Regions from separate parts of the Zea mays genome. Here region 1 is linked to region 2. The links are chromatin contacts, called in public Hi-C maps. All regions are on one chromosome and are shown on one strand. Each heading gives the region's core, a stretch centred on a gene start, on an enhancer-like site or on the middle of the called end of the contact. The rest is flanking DNA. Distances are from core to core; before and after follow the strand shown.

The links. A called contact is a pair of places that touch in the nucleus more often than the background predicts.
Region 1: a Hi-C map of tassel shows a contact between it and region 2, with 2.7 times the contacts expected there. The contact joins the promoter of LOC100285943 here to the promoter of LOC103647781 in region 2. A contact is called at or near these places in 3 of 25 Hi-C or Micro-C datasets (ear, leaf and tassel).

What each region holds. Positions count from the first base shown.
Region 1 is chr2:214,651,529-214,654,228 of Zm-B73-REFERENCE-NAM-5.0, forward strand. LOC100285943 reads left to right here and starts at 1,362. Exons shown (of 5, transcript NM_001413843.1): 1 at 1,362-1,726. The coding sequence starts at 1,451.
Region 2 is chr2:214,515,680-214,518,379 of Zm-B73-REFERENCE-NAM-5.0, forward strand. LOC103647781 (putative polyol transporter 1) reads right to left here and starts at 1,297. Exons shown (of 2, transcript NM_001322985.1): 1 at 1,150-1,297; 2 at 1-1,054. The coding sequence starts at 1,261.

The DNA of each region.
Region 1 (2,700 bases), core at 112-2,611, 140 kb after region 2:
GTGTTTCTATGTTTCCTGGGTTGTGTTTGGCTAGCCCCTGATATAAAGTGATCATTGCCTATCTATTACTTAGATTGATTATATTTACTATTTATTTGTTACTGACATTTTATTGTTTTTCTTGTTGTACTCTTGACTCTTGACCTTTGTAAATGCTATTGCTCATTCCTTTTTTTTAAAGCAGTCTGCTTCTGACTGTCACTAAATATGTTGTAATTTTTAGCAATGGCATGCTGCATCATTTTTTGTAGAAATATTCAAATCGTGTCCTTTTGGTTTTGCTCTGGAAGACAAATGGATCTGGGTTCTGGGTTGTGTTTAAGCCTATTAGTTGTGTTTAGTTACGTGAATGATACTTAGGGTGTTTGTTTGGTATTATAATCTATCCAGATTATATAATCCAACAATTTTTGAACTAAGTGTTAGTTCAAAAGTTGTTAGATTATTTAATCTGGTTAACAAACACCCCCTTAAACAATAGTGAATAGGATTCACTTTATAACATCAAGAAAGTGGATGACGGTGAACCCAGGAAAATTCTGTTTTTTCTTCTTCTTTTTTACACCTTAGCTTGATGCAATGGTACTGATGATTGTAATGTAGTGGTGAAACAACTAGACTAAAATAACAAAATTTATGTATGGATATGATCACAAATGTATTAAGAAACATTTTTCTCATAACAGTACTGTGATATTATGTGTTTTCATTGTAATGCACGGGCACTCACCTAGTACTATATATACTAGTTAGACTTTATATAATTAAAAAAATTTATCTCGTAGCAATTTTGAATAGCTATTTTCAGAATCCTATACTGGACATCGTCCCGTCGGGCTGCTATACTCCCTGACTTGTGGATGCCTTCACACTTGCCGTTGTAGTCGTCCTGTTTTGAAGGCATTGAACTAGCAGCGCAATGGACAAAAAAGGCATTGTCTAGTGAAAACTCTTAAGACATCTATGGTGGAGATTAAACATGCTTTGAGTAATGCTTGAGATGTGTGGTTTAGTAAAATTGGAGAGAGTGCAATAAAGCAGCTCACGAATTAGCTCAGCTAGCAAGACGCACAATGAGAGAAACAACTTTTCTTTTGTATCAGTGAGCTCGTTAAACTAGAAAGTAATTATACTTTTTGGCGAATGAATGCACTCTTTCTCTCGAAAAAGAAATGTGCAACAAATCATGCGACCTGAGTCCGCCGGCTCAGCCGCGCAAATTGCAGCATGTCACCGTAGCGTTAAGCCCAAGCTTGTTCCGGCCCAGTAGCGTCAAGCCTGCCCGCAGCGGTCCACGTCAGTCCGCCCGGAAGATTCTTCCTCCGTCTCCAAACCCCCTGTGGCCCTGTCACCGATTCCCTACCCTCACCGTCGCGGATAATTAATAAATAAAACCCCAAAAAGAAATATCCAAGGCCGCGCCGTGCGCGCAATCCCCCTCGCTCGCACCATGGCGCTGCAGCTCCAGCTGCCGCGGCCGCTCGCCGCCGCACGGCCCTCTATCCTCCTCCCTTCCCCAGCCCATGGTGCCTCCGCTTCCGCGACCCCCCTTCACGCCCGCGCAGGCGGCGTTGCGTTTTCGCTCCAGACCAACGTGCGCCTCCTCAAGCCCAACCGCCGCGTCCGCCGCTCTCGGGACCCCTACTACGATCTCGACGAGGACGACGAGGAGGAGGCGGAGTTCGACGAGGACGATGAAGACGACGAGGAGGGCTACGAGAGCGATGTAAGTTAACCCCATTGCCAATTCGCTAGTTTCCCATTCCTCACTTATTGTCCGCATAGGTTTGCTTGATAGAACACCTGATCCCTGCCATCATTGGATCATACCATCTTAGAAATGTCATGTTGATAGTAGCAACTGAACAGGACTTTTGCTATTTTGCGGTTCACATGTGCAACACACAGTTCTCACGGTTGACTGAACGAGTTAAACGTGTGTCCTTGTATAGGCACACCACGAACCATGATGGAACAATTACCTAAGATCTAGTGACCTGTAAGGTTTAATCTGCCATTTTGCCACTTATGTGCTTCGGCTTGTAGGATTGGAATTTGGAACTAGTGGCTTTGTTGTGTTTGGTTGTTTGCGTTCTCCTGCACTTCCCTTCTAAGTTCTAACATGTTTCTCTGGTGTACAATTGTTTGTCTTCATTACTGGTGTCCTCTGTGTTCCCCCAAGTTGTGACATATTGTGAATGACATGTAGTGTGGCGTGATATTTGTCTGGTCATTAGGCCATTCTCAGTGGAAGTTTAATTCTCATTAAATGACATGCCGCATATGCAAAGAGGATGACATGACATGCAATTTTATGGGATGCAATTCTGCATACACTGTTTCCTGCACAAATGTTGACATGACAACCTTGAAAACTGTGCAATAAAACCATCAATTGAGAATGGCCTTAACATCTGGTCGGTGTTCCTCAAATTCAGCATCAACAGATTAAGGCTTCGAAATATGAAGCTGCATAAATGGCACATTGCCCCCCAATCCCTGTTACCCATATTGTTAGAAGAAACACCATAATGGCTCAAAGGATTAGCTAAGATTTTTACTGAATGGCCGTAACTGATCAATAACACATTTTTACTGAATCAGTTCATCAAAGTCCATATCTATATCATCACCACAAAAATAGATTATATATGCATATATTATGTTTGTAGTACTTGTCCGCTGTGTTCCAGTACCACT
Region 2 (2,700 bases), core at 47-2,546:
ATGCACAGGGCCACGGCCCACGCCACCTTGCCGTCCGGGTGGTGCCCCGCCACGGTCAGGCCCGCGCCGAGGCTGAGGAGCGACACGATCATCCCGCCCGTGCTGGCCAGCAGCAGCGGCCGCCGCCCCGCGCGGTCCAGCAGGAACGTGGCCACCAGGATGAAGAACGTCTTGGTCACGCCCACCGCGCAGGTCACGCCCAGCAGCTTGTTGTCGTCGGTGATCCCCGCGCTCTTGAACAGGCGGGCGCTGTACTGGACCACGGAGTCGCTGCCGGAGGCCTGCTGGAAGAAGTGGAGCCCGACGGCCGACAGCAGTATGCGCCGCACCGCCGGGGTCGGGGACAGGATGAGCTGCTTCCAGACCTGCGTCTCACTACTGCCGCCGTCTCGCCCCTTGTTGGGTACGGCGACCACGTCCCCGTCCAGGTCCCTGGGAATCCCCGCCGCGGCCTTGATGTCGGCCAGCCGCGCCGCGGCCTCCTCTGGCGTGGCCGAGGTCCTCTCCAGCACGACCCTGGCGTCCGCGAGGCGGCCCTTCAGGACCAGCCACCGAGGCGACTCGGGCATGCAGAACACCAGCAGCGCCAGCAGCGCGGACGGGACCGCGCCGATGGCGAGCATGACGCGCCAGCCGAGGTGGAGCGGGAGGCGCGCGAACGCGAAGTTGGACACGTAGCCGAGCAGGATGCCGATGTTGATGAACACCTCCGGAAAGGTCGTCAGGAAGCCCCGGGACGCCGCCGGCGAGATCTCGGCCGTGTACACGGGCGCGATCATGCCCCCGTAGCCCACGCCGACTCCGGCCACGAACCGGCCCGCCATGAGCATGCCGTAGTTCACGGCGAAGCCCATGAGCAGCGACCCCGCGAAGAAGATGACGGCGGCGAAGACCACGGTCAGGCGGCGCCCGATCCTGTCGGACGTGCGCGCGCCGGCGAAGGACCCGAAGAGCGAGTAGAGGCTCAGGATCCCTATCAGGATCTCCAGCTGCACGTCCGTGATCCTCAGGTCCTTCTTGATGTACATCGCCGCTCCACTCATCACCCCGATGTCTACAGGGTTGGTGAACAGAACATAAACTTCACCTACCAGTTACTCTTGCAAAGCAAAAGGCAAAACGTTTTGACAGCAACGGAAGAATGGCTACCATAGCCAAGGATGACGGAGGCCATGGAGGCGAGGATGGCACAGATGGAGGCGTACTTGACGTTGCCCTTTTTCCTCGGCTCGACGACCTTTGCCAGCTCGTCGGAAGCCATCGTTAACGGCTGTGCTTCTTTGATCTCCGATTAGAGATGATAAGGTGGTGTGCAGCGCTGTGCCTAACTCTTTGTGTTAAACGCGTGTATATATAGACAAAGAGCAATGATTGGAGATATATGAGCATGACCTCATCTCGCCAACGGTGACGTGACTTTTGGACCGCCAAGAATAGGCAGTTCAGCACTTGCACTTGAGCTCCACGCCTCGACCAATTTTATCTTTCTTGTGTTTCAGGGGGAAAAAACCCGGCAGAATTCATTACACATCCATGCATTCTTACCGGGTTTAAACCAACTTTGCAATGCAAAACACTGTTTTATATTATAGATGACATATTTATAGAGTAAAGTTTAAAATAGTTAGTAAAATATAGAGTGAGATAATTAGTCTGCTGTAAATAGTCTTTGGTGTGATGCTCTTAAATGAGACCGAATGGTTTAAATCATTTATTTTACACATATACACACACTAGTAACTTCTTGTTAAAAGCCGCTAGGAATTGGAGGCATGTCGGCGCCTCACGGGTGCCGCTGCTATCGGCTTGCTGACACGTGGCTGCGGACGCAGTTTTTTCTTCAATCCAACCGAAACGGAAGGAGCCATCCGCGTCGATCTCCGCCCCGGCCCCTCCCTCTCCGACCCACCAGGGCAGCTAGCGCCTCTAGGGCATCTCAGCGACTCAGCTCCTCCTCCCGCGTGGTGCCAGCCGCCACCTCGGCCTCGACGCCGGAAGCTTCCCCGCCACCCATGCCCCTTGTTGACCTCGTACCACGGCATCCCACTTTGTGCCCTCCTCCACGCGATGCCCATCGCCTTTCAGCTCCTCTACCAACCCACTCCCCTGCCCTCGCCGCTTGGGACCCACGCCGATGCGGCGGCGGCACACTGCGCCGAGGAGGAGCTATGTTGCCCTCTGCTCTCCTCCAATGTATCGCCCCTGCGCCACGCAATGTTTGGGATGGCCTCCTAACGGCGCACGCTGCTGCTCGGTGAAAGAGAATTAGGCTTACACCTAGTCCCTAATTAATTTTGATGGTTGAATTGCCCAACACAAATACTTGGACTAACTAGTTTGCTCTAGTGCATAAGTTATACAGGTGCTAAAGGTTCACACTTAGCCAATAAAAAGACAAAGTATTAGGTTCAACCAAAGAGCAAAGGGACAACCGAAGGCACCTCTGGTCTGGCGCACCGGACTGTCCGGTGTGCCACCGGACATGTCCGGTGCACCAGAGGACTCCGACTTCAAACTCGTCACCTTCGGGAAATTCCAGAGGCGACTCCGCTATAATTCACCGGACTGTCCGGTGTACACCGGACATGTCCGGTGCTCCAAGGAAGAGCGGCCTCCGGAACTCGCCAGCCTCGGGAATTCATTTCAGCTGCTCCGCTATAATTCACCGGACTGTCCGGTGTATACCGGACTGTCCGGTGT